2 separate regions of the Sus scrofa genome follow, and region 1 is linked to region 2. Evidence: chromatin contacts called from public Hi-C data. All regions are on one chromosome and are shown on one strand. Each heading gives the region's core, a stretch centred on a gene start, on an enhancer-like site or on the middle of the called end of the contact. The rest is flanking DNA. Distances are from core to core; before and after follow the strand shown. Region 1 holds the start of RAB5B (ras-related protein Rab-5B). Region 2 holds the start of PYM1 (partner of Y14 and mago).

Region 1 (7,462 bases), core at 2,868-5,367, 44 kb before region 2:
CATAATTACTCTCCAGCCCCAGCAGAATTCATCACTGCTTCCTGGAATCCTATAGTATTAAGGCTGTATTTCTATCACAGCATTTATTACATTATTATACTACATGAGTTAACTGTGTCTGTCCGCTTTGCTAAACTATGAACTCCTCACCAAGTGTGACTAATTTTTATGTCATCTTGAATCTCCAGAGCAGAGCACAATGCCTGGTCCCTAGTAGGTGTTCATTAAATACTCCATAAATTAATTTAGGCCAAAACAATCCTGCTTCCTTCTTCCATCTACTCCTCTCCTTCTGTGCCATCTGGATACATTCTTAATTCCATTTAGGAAAGCTTTTAATCGGCCTCAGAGAATCTCTTGCCTCTTTGTGATCTTCCTTGGATGGAGGGCCCTCTTGGGACCCAGCCCACAAGGTACTGTTGCAACTCACATGGGCTAACTGCTTTTCCTGTCACCCGTTACTATGCCTCAGATGGCCTAATCACACCAAGTATGCAGTCCTTCCACTCTAACACTGAAGCAACTGTGGCTAAAAACAAAGTTCTCTGATGTTAGGTGTTCAAAAAAGCTTTGGGTCAATATCTCTATTAACTCTCGGATTTGAGAAATGCAAGTTTTTGTTTTTGTTTTGTTTTGTTTCTTTAAATCATACCATCACAGAGCTAGAGGACACTCTGAAAAGGTACCTACTGCCCCTCAATAGAAACTACAACCTGGCCCCAAAATCTGCACACACTGCTCACCTTGGTGGCTCCTTCCTCAGTTCAGTTACTATCAGTAAATGACTAAATCTTTCCTAAAACATTCTTGGGAAGTGGGAGTGTATTTGTGCAGGGTTTTAAGGTATCCTTCCTCCTAGAAGGCTGTAGCATTTCCTTATTTTAAATTCATTCTCTTATACTTTGGTTCTTTTCCAATCTGAAATGCCTTAGGATAAGGGAGCAGGTTGTATACACTGGATTCTCCTACCCTAAGTCCCCTCATAAGTCAAATTCATATCAATGCACACAAACAAGCAAACTATAGGAGAGCAATCCTTGCTTCTGGGCAAAGTTAATTAATAGTTGAAGAGATGAGGTAAGACTTCAATGGCAATGGGAAAGTCCTCTTCTCCAAATATATTTCAAATATATTTTTTAACTTCAGATATACAATTGAAATTCTATATTGATAATTCCACTCCTTAGCTTCCTCTTAAGAAGCAAATACTCTTGGAAGGTTAATACTTTAAGTGATTGTTATTTATACCTGAATATGGAGCAAGTCCAGATTTCCTTTTTTCTTTCTTTCTTTTTTTTTTTTGCTTTTTAGGGCTGAACCTGTGGCCTAAGGAAGTTCCCAGGCTAGGGAGTCGAATTGGACCTGCAGCTGCTGGCCTACACCACAGACATGCTGGATTCAAGCTGTATTTGCCACCTACACCACAGTTTGTGGCAACACTGGACCCTTAACCTACTGAGCAAGGCCAGCACATCCTTATGGATACCAGTCGGGTTCTTAACCCACTGAGCCGCAATGGGAACTCCTCCAGATCATTTTTTGAAGGAAAACTTTGATTAAGGAAAAAGTGGAAAAGACAAGAAAGGATGTATAGAAGAAAGTGACAAGATATCATCAGGATGCAGGAAATGGCAAAGCCTAGTGAGGATTTAGAATACAAATACACACATACACATCTACACAATTTTCTCTAGGACTGGCTTTGCAGGAGAGAAAATAAAAGCTCCAGGGGTGGGGTGGGGGGCAATAATCCAGGTTTCTGAGGGCACCGTACAAAGGCTGGGCACATTATAGAGCTTCTAAAGCCAGTAAGGGCAAATTCAACTAAGAAGGTGGTATAGTAAATGTCCCAGCTGTACTGAGATTTAAAGGAAAACTGATTTCAAATTCAGAGAAATTTGGAAGCTTCTTCTATCACTATAGAAAGACAGATACAGGGGCCCCTTAGGAGAACTAGCCTCTTCTTTTGGGATAATGAATGGACAGTCACATACTCTGAACACGCAGAGACCATGAACCAGAAGATAGAAGTCTCAAATTCCTCACTTCGGCAGAGATGCCAATAATTCACTCAAACGAAATGATTCACTGATCTTTCCTGCCCATAAAAGAAAAAGAAGTTTTGGCCATCTATTTGGGCATTTCCTAGAATACCCACTACACAAAGTGTGTTTTTTTTTTTTTTTGTGTGTGTGTGTGTGTAAGGATGTGAGGGATAACCCTGAGCACAACTCTCTGCTTGTCTGAATTTGATAAAAGCAAGACAAAATGAACTGCGAAAGGAGCACAATAAATAACAGAGTATCATCTCAGAAGGGAAACTGTAAGAATGAGAAACCAGAGTTTGGTGGGAACATGAAAACAGAATTGCCTTGGGTGGCATATCCCCCAAAGGGAAGTAAGATTAGTCTGATCTGCTATCTCTTATCTCTGACCTTTCTGGATGAAAGGAGGGAGGTATATGTGGGAGGATTTATACTTTTTATACTTCTGTAAAACTTGAATATTTAAAAATATGTACATATTACTTTTCTAATTAAGAAGAAATGTCGTTACAAAATATGCTGGTATAAAAGGGAAAAAGAGGGAAGTATAATAAGGGAAAATCCAATAAGCTCCAATCTATGGAGGGGACTAATGAGGTCAGTAGAGCATTCAAAATATATGGGAGGAGGGGACTCTCACATCTTATTAAATCCATTTTCCTTTTCTCTACTCACCTCCTTCCCCAAGTGCCTCTCCATCTGACCCAACTTTCTAATAGCTCAGAGACCGGGGCTCCTGAAGAAGGAGACAAAGAACAGGGGTGATGCCAACCTTCTGGAATGGAATTTCTCACTCTTCCCCAAATCCCTTCCTCAGTGATATCACCTCATATTTCCAGGCTTGGTTCCACCTAACCATTACCTGCCTGGGAAATACCCAAGTCCAAGTGCCACGAAAGTTTCCCCAACTATGGTCAGAAGGTCTCTGGATGGCTGCGGGATCCCTAAGTCCATTTCCAGTGCAGAAAATAAATCACTGATTCTCCATTGCTGGGTCAGAGACAAGGTATCCAATAAAGACCACATTATTAAGTAGGAAAGAAAGAATGAACACCCCCAAAGCCGACTTCTTAGCTTTTTCACAGGACATGAAACAGGAGGTAAGAAGAAACAGAGACTGCAGTCTAAAGTGTGTGAACGGCCAACAGTTAGAGAAAAAAAAAATTACTTTTGTCTTCATTGGCTACCCCAGGAGTACCAAAAAACTTCAAGTTACCACATCTCCACACGTAATGGGAACAAAAGCATGAGTTCTCGCAAGACCCTGAGCCTCTAGCTCACCCTTTAGCATTCCCAGCAGCTCCCATAACTGATGCGAGACCCTGCTTCCCTTGCTCCAGTTCCGAGTCTTCTAGATTAAGAAAGCTCTCTTGGCTTGTCTCGGTTCTCCCTCACTGAACCCAAATCCCTGTCGGCTCAACTCTGGAGCACCCTAGTTATTTTTATAATAGTCACTTTGCCCGAAAAGAATGCCTCTTACACAGCTAAGAACCTTTCTCTGGCCCTTCCACTGAGACCTCTCGAGAGAGCCTCAGCCCCGGTTCCCCTCGGGGCCCGGGCGTCGGGCTTGACCCCTCCTCACCTCCCGGCATGGGCTTACCTCACCCGCCGCCCCATCCCATCTCCCCAGCTCCTCCCTCTTCGGCGAGGCTCAAAGAGGCCTGCCCCTGCCCGCACGCGAGCCACGGGCCTCCCGCGCCGGCGCCCAGCCCGGCAGCCAACACCACCCAGCCGCCTTCCCGACTCACCAACTTCGGGCTCCCAGCCCGCCCGGCCCCCTCCTCAGCGCCCCCATTAGGCCTGCTGGGGCCCGGCCCCCTTCTCCCCTCTCCAGTGGGCCACTCCAACCCCTCGCGGAGGCCTAGACCCGCCTCTGCCCTCAGGCCAGGCCGCTCTCCTCTCCGGGGCGCCTCCGCCCCTGCCCTTGCGGGCTCCATCAGCCAGGTACCTGGGGCTCCGTCTCCCCCGTCGGGCCCAAGCCTGTGTCGAACAGACAAACAGCTGCAGCTCAACCAAACCCTCCTGCCCCTCCTCCTCCTCCTCGCCCTGGGGCGGGGGCCCCAGCCAATTGCACGACTACCCGCCTACCACAGAGGGTGGGCTCTGTGCGCCCTAATCCGCCAATCCTCTGGAGAAAGGCGGATCTCTTTCGGCGCTATCACCAATGAGTACGAGAAAAGGACTGGACAGACGGGTCTCTGCACCAATACAGAGAGGGAAACCTTGGAGATGGACGAGGTGAGGAGCCACTAAAGAGTGAGCTCCCCGAGATAGGGGGCGGTACACCACTAACAGGCGTGTACCTCAACCAATAAACTCTCGACATCCTCATGACCCCGCCTTTTGACTCATAAACATCTAATCAGGTGAGCGACGGAGGCGGGTCAAAGTGAAATTTTAACCAGTACTTCGAAAATTCGAGACTTGAATGGCAGGCAAGGCGGGGTCGAAAGGCTTTGGAAGGCCGCTACTGACCTCCGCCCCTCCCCCGTATTCGGCAGGCCTGCCTTCAGCGCCCCGCCCTCTATGACAAATTCGCGGGCGTAAGGGAAATACTTCTCTCCGGGACCTGGAGCCTGGGAATTTAAGTACCCTTCACATCGGTGCTTCCTCCTTTCAGTGGGGCTCCGAAGGGTGGCCCACGGGCAGTCTGAGATTTTTTTTGGTGAGATGAAACAATGGCAACTCCTAGAAGTGGTAACTTGAGGAGGCTTTAGCCCTGTTATAGTAATTTTTCATAAGACGATTGATATATTCTCAATTGTACGTAAATATGAATAAACTACTTTGGAAAACTTTACCGTTTGTGATATGAAACAAAAAGGAAAAAAAGGGGAGCTTCCTGGGAAATGCAATGTCAATGCAAATTCCCATGGAGCCCAGTTCCAAACATACTGCTGCTCCTAAACCCTAACCTTGAAATTCTGGAACTGGCACCTCGTACGTATGTGTATGGGATATATGTCTATGTGTAGGTGTTGTGGGGGCAAGGAGAGATGTAAGTTTGTGGGGAAAGAGAAGTAGGAAATACATAAGCTTCGGTTTCCCTAGCTGTAAAATCAGGGCAATAATTCCCACCTTGCCCACCCTCGGCACTATCCCAGTTGCATCACAGAGATCAAAATGGGGATGGGGTGGGTAGCCCTGCACAGAGATTAGGAAAAGGAGTCTGAAACCAATTATCGCATACATTCATATTCTCTCACACACCATTCTTTCAGTAAAACACAGAGATGAGCTATAAAACTAAGAACTTTTTTTTAATGAATTATAAACTAAATTACAAATAATGTTAACAGCAAGAACACTCAAGGACAAAAGGTTGGAGGAAAGAGACAAAATCATAAAAAGAAAAAAAAATTTTTTAAAAACATTTGCATTATAAACCCCAAGGTGCACAGGGCAACAAATCCACCCATTCCCACTTAAAAAACTACTATAACCTGAAATATAAATATAATTGTTCATCCTTCTTTTAAAGAAATATTTTTTCCCCAATGCCCCCACTCAGTCACAGCCCTAAAAAAGTGTCAGCATTCTCAAAACGATGTCTAAACCTTAACTTTCACTCTTATGAGGGTGGCCTTCAGAGGAAGATAGGACTTAGCACCTGATGAACTAAGACTCTTAAAAGGAAGAGAAAAATTCAAACATTTTTCACTTGCCTCTTAAGGCCTCAGTGAAGCATTGTCTTTGTCCCAGAGCCTCCCAGACACCTCTTGCCTGTAGGAGGGACAGGCAAGAAGACTAGGAGCAACCATTTCTACTGCCGCCTCACTAGCACCGCAGAGACTGGGAGTCTTGAATCTCCCAGACTGTTAGGTGAGATGAAACACTACAACTAGGGCATAAACTGGTTGGATCTATTTTTTTAACCTAATTCTTTAAAACAGGTCCCTCCCTATGTTTCTGTTTTGCTTGGGTTTCAAAAGTTCCAACTTAGCCCCGCTGTTATCAGTTAGCTTTACGCAATGGCTGCAGGAGATTTGGGGTCTCCCAAACACAGAAAATAATTTCTGGGCTTTCAGAGACTGGATGGCAATCCCTGTGTGGTGGGAGGAGAAAGAGTCAGTCTTTTTTTTTGTTTTTTTTAAATACCAGCTCTCATAAGTAACGACTAAGAGGAGGGGGGGAGGGTGGTGGAGGCTGACTTAAGTGCATCTAATACTGAAGCTTCCTTTCAATTTCACCTATTGCTCCCCTCTACCCCCTGTTTCTCCAAAGTTGGCTGGCTGAGAGGAGCAGGTGAGTGCTAAGGCAGCCAGACAAGAACAGTGGGCTAAAAGCCCTGGGCCAAGCCAGATCAGGCCCCCACTGGAGGAGAGGGTGAGACGAGGGGTAGGGTTCACAAAGGCCATCAAAGTCGAAGGTGAGGTACTGGCTTGGTCACATCCTGGAAGAAAGGGTGAGCCAGAGCTGCCTTTGCTGAAATCCGCTTGTTGGGGTCGTAGTGCAGCATTTGCTGGAGGGAGAGATGTATGCTGAGTTCAGTAACGTGATAATGGACTAAATGGGCAGCAGGTATCTTGAGAAATTGGGAAAACAATTCCTTTCACCCAAGGTAGAGTTCCCATTTCCTCCCTCCCTATATCTAACAGGTGCGCCAACAGCCATAGGGAAGCACAAGCTAGGGAAACGCTGAGACCAGGAGTCCAGGGCCTCATTCTTCCTTCACCCTGGAAAAACCCAGCCCTGGGGGAGTAAATGAGAGGAAATGGGTGCCCACTCCCCACTCTCACCGATAACAAGCTCCGTCCATCTTCATCCAGGGGAGGCACAACTTTGCTAAAATCTTGCCTGGCCCACTTAGGGAAACTCGGTTTATAATCAGGCATGGAAGTAACTCCTGGCCAAACCACCTCATCTGGGGTCCCAAGAGTCCGAAAGATCCGGAAGAGCTGGTCAATCTCAGAATCTCCAGGGAACAGAGCCCGGCGGGTCACCTGAAAATGGGGAAAGAGGAAAGGCCGAGACCCACATTGACGTCAGTCACAACTGCCCATTGGATAATGGAGGTTCCCACAGGCAGTGGAAGTTCAGCAGGGCCCCATGACTCCCTCCCCAGGGTCTTTCATGGGGTCAGTCACACAGAGCCTGAGACAATGAAGTCCCTTCATCTGTCTCCTTGCCCCCTCCTTCCTTCCCCCAACCATGGCTTTGCAGATCCCCAAGGCTGGGTGGGGCTGGGAGGGGGTGAATGTCTGGGGTGCCACTGACATGTAGCAAAGGGATCCCAAGCCACTCACGGGGTGTGGGGTAGACACTGCGGTCATCCCCCCTCCTTGTGATGCAGCCACTTCTAGATAGGAGCACAGCGGGCAGAGACTGTGTCTTCCATTTCTTCTGTGTTCCCCACAGCACCTAGCATGGTGCTGGGTACATACTAGGTGCTTAACAAATATTTTTTGATGAATTGA
Region 2 (7,627 bases), core at 2,724-5,223:
GCATCACAGATGGTAGTGTTGCCTGATAAAGGTGGTGGTGTTTGTGTGTGTGTGTAGGGGTGTCATTGTGCAGTACAGGAGGAAGTTACGATGTTGGCATGGTTGGGGGATGTGGGCTTGAACGTTATGAGGTTGAGGAGATGCCCAGCAATATTTGCATTTCTTCCTCAGTAAATCTCATTTCCTCCATTTAAAGGTGAAAAGTGGGATTGAGACCCAGGTAGTTTCAGAAACTTCCCCGTGACAGGTGTGGAAAGGAGAGGGGTGGGAAGTTGGGGACCAGGAGGCCAAACAAGAGCCCTTCTTCACCCGTGCAGCGCTGCGGAGGTTCCAGAACTGACTTTCCTCCGACTCGGGTCCCTAGGAGACAGCTTCAGCATCCGTCCGTTCGACTGGGAGAGATGGAGGGGAAGGTCTGGGGCGGGGGAAAGCTGCCTACCGGGTTCTGGGCCAGCCCTCCCGCTGCCCCCCGCTCCTGGCGCAAACCCTTCTAGCTACCTACTCCAGCTGTCACGCTTCCTCCTTCTCGGCCCAGCAGCCCTACCCCAACCCGTGGGGCGTCCCCTCCCGCGGCCCCTGCCCGCGCCTGCTCCGGTGCGGAAGGGCGGGAGGCAGCGGGGGGCTCGCGGGGGTCTCTACCTTGCCTGCGGAGGGCGCGCGGTCGGAGCTGGAGCGCCGGCGCGGGAGCTGGAGCCCGAGCTGGGCTGGAGGGGACGGGCCAGGCAGACGCGGCCGCCGCGGGGCCGCCCCGCTCCTGACGACACAGCCGCCCGCCCCCCATCCCGGCCGGCCCGCCCGCCCGCCCGCGCCGGTGCCGGGCGCCCCCAACTCCGTGAACTTCTATTTCACTAGACCCGATTCCCCCTTCCCCGAATATCTCCAGGGCTCTGGTCTGTGCCACTTTCTCCACATTCCTGCGCTACTCAGCTTCCCGCCCCCGTAGCAGCTCTGTTTGTATCTTTCCGATCCCCTTCCCCCCCCCAGTCATTCATAGCCTCTCCCCGCATCCCAAACCTGGGAGGCCAAGATAGGGGGCGGGCCAGCTGATGACACACCTTGGCAGTTGCCCACCCACCCAACGACTCACCTTCTCCTTCCTAACTGCTGCCATCAGGGGACTTCCTCTGCATCCACTATGGATTGAATTCATACTCAGGAGATTGGGCAGCAGCAAGGCCAGAGTTCCAGACCGCACATTCTAAGACCAAACACCTCCCTGCCACCATGGGCTCCACAGAGCTTGACACGACTTGAGAGAATCTGCCCACCTTTGCCTCCAGGTTCCTCACCTCCGTTAAACCCAAACTTCAGATGTGTCATATTTGTTTTCCAAGCCAAGGACACCTCCTTCTCTCAAGGCTCAGATTCTTCCCTTAATTCTGGGGTCGAGAATGCTAAAAGCATGCTGGTCTGTGTCAACCCTTTCTCCAGTGCCCCAACCCTCCAGGCAACCCACTTTACCTGCTAGTCTTGGCAGGTGGTGTAGAAAGCCCTGGCCAGAAGTCTGGGTGAAGAGATCCTTTCGGCTCCTCCCGTCTGGTATCTATTCTGGAGTTAAAGCACTTGGAACAGCATGGATACTGGTAAGGCTGGTAGAGCAAGGGAGACAGACAGAGGCCTAGGGACTTACTGGTAGGAACTGAGGACCTAGGCATCCTGTTCCCTGGCCCCGCCCCAACCTTGTCTAACCCCCTCCTACCCTTCAATGAAGTAACATAAGTAACAAAAGCTTGAGCTCCTGGAATCTTCCCTCTTACTCCTGTTAGTGGAAGAGAGGGGGAGGGGAGAGCTCTGATTGGAAGGGTGTGTGTGCCTGTTGCCTGTTGTGTATGTACACACATACAAACACACATATAATATATACATACTTTTGGTGGGGGATGGAGAGAAGGAATGAATACAGGAGGCCCTCTAGTGGAAACAGAGGGATCTAAGCAGTTCTTGACTGTTTCAAGATAGACTTGTTGGAAGAGAATCCTCCATTTTTATCAGAAATACAGCTGCTGAGTAATAGGGTTTGGAAGTATTGTTGTTGCATCTGAACTGGAGTCTGAAGCAGGGGTTAGAGAGGGCCTCTGCTCCTGTCTTCCCTCTAATCTTAAAAAGACAAGGACATTCCCTCTAAAAAGGACCAGGATCCTGCCACTCCCCATCCTTCCTCTCCCCTTCTTATATGACCTCCTTAGTCATAGAATCATAAGTACTTTTGAAGGCTTATTATGCACCAGGTCTGTACTTAGTTCTGCAGGACATCCAAAGACATAGCCCAGCTTAGGGACCGCACCAAAGAGTGGCTTGCTGTGTGTGGCTGTGCGTGTAAGGCCTTCCCACTGTAATCCATCCTAAACAAACATTCAGTAGAAGTAAGAACAGATCCCCTAGCCCCTCTTCCAATCAGTTTTCTGCCGCTGAGCCCCTCACATAGAAATCCTGGAATGATACTAAGCCTTAAGGTACTCAGCTTTCCTTGCAGATAACACTTGCAGTGCTATCACCCTATGTATGACTTGTGTTTCTTACTCCATCATTCTCAGCTGTGTGCCTACATGAAGTTAAGGATGCTCCTTTTAAGATATTTTTTTAGACTTCAAAGTGGGTCATGAGGTGATTTAGTATGGAATAAGTTGGAATCAGTCATACTCTAGACATGTGTCTTCTTTAGGGTCTGGGCTCCATCATACCCCAGTCAGTTATTGGTTGGGGTGGGAGGAAGAAAGGCCAAGAAACATCTAAGGAGGAGGCGTCTAATGCCTACAGTTCCAGGTGCTCATTTCTTTAATCAACCACATCATAAAAATCAGAAAGAAAGAAACCACAATGAACAAAGGGAAAGGAAAAAACAACAGCCTTGTTCTCCCCAGCCTCTTCGTTCCCCTCTTCCTCCTCAGGGTGGTGTGTGTGGGGGGGCACATCCGGAGTTCAGGGTTGGGTCCCAGGCAGGTCTACTAGGCAGACAACTGAGTTTCATTTCCTGTCAACCCCAGAACTGAGGCAGGATGACTGAGGGCATATAGGGGGCCTAGGATTGGGTGGTCAACAGGAGCCACTTTAGGACTGCTTCTTGCAGAAAGGTCCATAGATTAGCCCACTAGTACTAGTACCAGAACTTCTCAGTACAGTAAGGACCAATGCATCCCACTAGTTTTTACAAGCTTCATCTTACTCCTACCTTTAATCATTAGTAACAGGGCTACGGACAGGATACTAAACCCAGCAGGGATGAAGCACATTTGTTGAAAGAGCAGGGGTTAAAGATGGCAGTGTTAGAACACTTGCAATGACTTTGTATTGAATGCAAGTCAGTTTTTAAATGAGTCTTTTTGAGATCTTTTTTTTTTTTTTTTTTTTTGTCTTTTGTTGTTGTTGCTATTTCTTGGGCCGCTCCCGCAGCATATGGAGGTTCCCAGGCTAGGGGTTGAATCGGAGCTCTAGCCACCGGCCTACGCCAGAGCCACAGCAACGCAGGATCCGAGCCGCGTCTGCAACCTACACCACAGCTCACGGCAACGCCGAATCGTTAACCCACTGAGCAAGGGCAGGGACCGAACCTGCAACCTCATGGTTCCTAGTCGGATTCGTTAACCACTGCGCCACGACGGGAACTCCTGAGATCTTCTGAATTGGATCTCTGGTGGGACTCGGGAAGGTGAAGTATGGGAGGGAAGGCAAGCTGTGACCCTAGAAAACTTCTCAAGTTTCATTTCAAAGCTGTAGCAAGTTCCTGGTCAGCCACTGCTCTTAGGATTTGTTGTTGTTGTTCTTTAAGTGGGAAATGCAGACTGGTGTAAGAGGTGGCCAGTAAGTCCTTCTGTTGGATATCAACCTAAACCAAAGTGGGGGATTTGGAGGAAGATAAACGAGTGAATAAGGAAAAAGCAACATGAGGGGAGAAGGGGGCAGGGCAGACACCTGAGGAGAGGAACCTGTAGCCGGCCCCTCCCAAGCTGCAGGGAAACGAGTTCAGCAGGACTTAGCCCAGAAGGAACGAGATTTGCCGAAAAGAGAGGGGGAGGGAGAACCTTTGGGTTGTCTAAAGAATTGGGAGGCACGGGGCAGGGCAGGGCTGCAGAGGGAGTGACCGCATGGCCCAGATTATTGGCGCATTGCCCTGCTTTGGATCCCCAGTCACAGTGCCTCGGACGAGGTTAATTAGAATACTAACTGGGTCCGCCCAGAAGCCTTCACCTTGCCCTCCTGACCCTGGGGCCAAGCCCGAGAAGGGTCCCGAGTCGAAGGCCGGAGCAAACTGGGGCCGTAGTCACTTCGTCGCCCGAGTCTCCGGGACCGCTCCAGGGGCAGAGCCAGGCCAGGGCTGCCCGCCCAGCCTGGCCCGCCGCCTCCAAAGCCGTAGAAGCCGCGGGCAACTCTGAGGCTGCGGGGACAGGTGACTGACCGGCAGCGTCCTCCGCATTGCACGCCCCTCTCGCGGTTCTCGGTTCGAAGGGTCGAGCTGAGCGGCCAAGGGCAATTAGCACGCGCTTTCGACCTCCCCACCTTCTAAGAGAGGGTCAGTTGGGGTCTTCGCCCCCAACATGGAGCGCCCCAGTGCGTTCCCAGAGCTACGCTGCCCCGCCCCAGGTCCCCCAGATGCTCTGGGACCTGGGTTCAGGCTCGGGCCTGAATATTCTTCCTTTTCTCACTTATTAGCCCCTCCTCCCTTCCTGGGTGCAGGTGGGCCTTGCCCCCTTTTCTCTCGCAGGTCCTAGACGGACGAAGAGTGTCTATGAGGAGAGGAGCTGTGCCTCGGAACTTTTCTCGGCATCCAGAGAACTGCTATATACGCAGCAGGCGCTCACTTAACGGTATCAGTGGCAGTAAAAGAGCCCACGGGCTCTTAGATTAAAGTCTTCCGCTTCTACTCGCTTCCTCCTCCTCCGCTTCAGTCTATGAAATGGTGTACTCTCCCTTTAAGACTAAAATGGTGGCTTGCTGCGATCCACTCCACTTCCGGTGGGGAGGGGGGCGGGACCCCAGCCCGCTCACGCCGGAAGTGGTTTGCGTTTTCAAGATGGCGACTCCCTATGTAACTGACGAGACCGGCGGTGAGTGCGGGAGACGCGGAGCCGCTTCTCCCCGGGCTCTCGGGGCAGGGGTTCGGACTTGGAAAGGGGTCTGTGCCCCGCCCATCCCGGGGCCCCTCCTTTGCCCCGCCCTCCGGACCGCCTTCCCCATTCATTCTCTCCTACGGGGTGTCACCTGCGCCCCCTTCTGGTCTCGTGTTTGGGGGTCTCCGCTTCCGGTCACCCAAACCCAGGGGTCCTTCAGTGCTGGTCTTTGCTCCGGGACCCTCGTGGACCCTTAGCTTTTCTCCAGCAGTTGGAGTCTCTATATCTGCTTTGGGTTCTTCAGCCTTGGGGGGGCTCCTCCACTCTCAGTTCCCTCCAATTCCTGCTTTTCCCCTCTTCCCCTCCCCCATCTCAGTATGCCTGCTTTTTGCCCTATCCCAGTCCCGTTTTAATTCTTTTTCTGAAAGCTATATCTATTGGAGCCCTCCTCATTGCTGCATAGTGCTTTTTCCACTCCCTCATCTTCATCGTTGGGTCATTCAAGTTCAGAGGTGTGAAGGGAAGTGGAACATATTAAAACTTTCAGCTAGAGTTTTCTCCTTGATGGCACCACCCTTCTGTACCTTCTCTGGTGATGGTGACTGGAGTTGAGGGATCTAAGGAGGAAGAAGGCAAACAAGAAAGTGTTTAGTGGCCTTTAGCAAGCCCTCGGACAAATTTATAGAACCCACTATTCCTTATGCATAGAAAAGAATTTCCAGCCTGTCTGATTGAGATGCTTAAGTGTCTCCTGTGTATGTGAGGTTTACGTGTTGAAAACTGAGAATCAAGATTTTCATTTTGGTTGTGTCCCATCCTAATTTACTCATCTTTAGAAAAATGTGCATAGTAATATTTACTCAGTGATGATCAGATAAGATAGTGTATGTGAAAGCGATTTATAAACTGTTGTATAAGGCAAGGTGTTAACTGGTTTTTGTCACCCTCATTGTGTATGTGTATTCTGTAGAAGTGATGGTGTGTGTGTGTGCTTTGGTACATGCAGTCTGTTTTAAAATGTACCTTTTATGCTTCTTGCTTTGATGTTTTCCATGTTACATCTCACCCACCTCTCCTATCATGTTTAATGACGACCCAAGTCTCTGCTATTTCTCTGCAACCTCACATTTCATAGTGATACAATCTCTTCTGCACTCTACATAGTAGGTCCTTCTTCAACTAATTCCTTTCAATGTGTACTTTGAAAACATTACTCATTTTCTATTTTTTTGGCGGTACGCATGATACTAAGAAATTCCCAGGTCAAGGATCGAACCCGTGGGATGGTAGTGCCCCAAGCTGCTGCAGTGATAATGCCATATCCTCAACTTGCTTTGATGTGATAATCCCCCACTGCGCTTTTTTTTTTTTTTTTTTTGGGTCTTTTTTGGCCACCTCAGGGCATATGTAGTACCCTCCTAGGCCAGGGATCTGATCCGAACCACAGTTGCTACCTGTGCCGAAGCAATGGTAACACTGGATTGTTTAACCCACTGTGCCTGGCCAGGGATTGAACCTGTGTCCTGGCACTGCAGAGACATCACCCATTTTGTTGCACCACATTGGGAACTCCATAACTCCCTTTTCTTTCTGATTTAGTGAAAATCCAGATATCACATCTTGCCCTACTCTCCCACCAAGAGGTATCTTCTGTTATCTCTATGTGGAAAAGGAGAAGGAATCACATTGCTTTTTTATTTCCCTAATTCCAGCACATTGATCTACCACTGTCACTGTAATTCTCATAGGTATTGCAATGCAGCTAGAGCATTTTCTCTAAAACCTCAGGGCCATCATCCACTGCCCACAAGGACCCAAAGGTGTTGTATCATATTTTTTTCTCCATTCTGTTTCTCAGTGTCACCACTTATTCTCAGTAACTGCAACATCTTTGGAATACTCTTATCTTTTTAGTTCCTCCGAATGAGACCATTGACTTTCCTTTGAATTTTCAAACCAGTTACACATCACAGTCACTACAATCTGGACCTACTACATAGGACCTCACCTATGACACTGCCTCCCCCTTCAGGTGCTCCTCCATCACTTATTTTAGCTTCTTTACCCAATCACCTTTATTACTTATACACCCACAGAATCGGCTTTTTTCCCCTCCTTAGGTTCTCTGGTGCTTGACATTTCCCATTTTGGTGAGTCCACCAGTATGTTCATGATGACTTTTTTTTTTTTTTTTAATTTTATGGCCACACTTTTGATCTGTGGAAGTTCTCTGGCCAGGGATTGAAGCCGCATCACAGCTGCGACCTACACTGTGGTTGTTGGATCCTTTAACCCACTGTACCAGGCCAAGGCTCAAACCCACAGTGACCTGAGCCACTGTAGTGGTATTCTTAACCCACTGTGCCATGGCAGGAACTTCTTCATGACTACTTTTGATGCTGCCCTGCTAGACCTATGTGACGAGTCACTATATCATCATTGCTTTCTTCATTCATTTTGATCTTCTGTACTAAGTCAGCACTTCTGTTACCTTGATCATCCTATCACCTGTTTTCTTGGCTTCTGCTTCTAGGCCCTAGTACATGGCTAGAGAAAAGACACAGATATACACCTTCAGTATA

Evidence for each region. Hi-C and Micro-C count contacts between places; a contact is called where the count stands out from the background.
Region 1: a contact with region 2 is called in a Hi-C map of liver, with 2.7 times the contacts expected there. The contact joins the promoter of RAB5B here to the promoter of PYM1 in region 2. A contact is called at or near these places in 10 of 47 Hi-C or Micro-C datasets (embryonic fibroblasts, epiblast stem cells, fetal skeletal muscle and 3 more) and 2 of 2 datasets of contacts at active chromatin or transcription factors (alveolar macrophages and skeletal muscle).

What each region holds. Positions count from the first base shown.
Region 1 is chr5:21,369,988-21,377,449 of Sscrofa11.1, reverse strand. It overlaps RAB5B (ras-related protein Rab-5B), which reads right to left and starts at 4,117. Exons shown (of 6, transcript XM_021091797.1): 1 at 3,994-4,117. CDK2 (cyclin dependent kinase 2) reads right to left here. Exons shown (of 7, transcript NM_001285465.1): 6 at 6,785-6,988; 7 at 5,447-6,507. The coding sequence ends at 6,403.
Region 2 is chr5:21,325,675-21,333,301 of Sscrofa11.1, reverse strand. It overlaps PYM1 (partner of Y14 and mago), which reads left to right and starts at 3,973. Exons shown (of 4, transcript XM_005663885.3): 1 at 3,973-4,384; 2 at 4,672-4,802. The coding sequence starts at 4,724. DGKA (diacylglycerol kinase alpha) reads right to left here and starts at 1,652. Exons shown (of 24, transcript NM_214032.2): 1 at 1,462-1,652.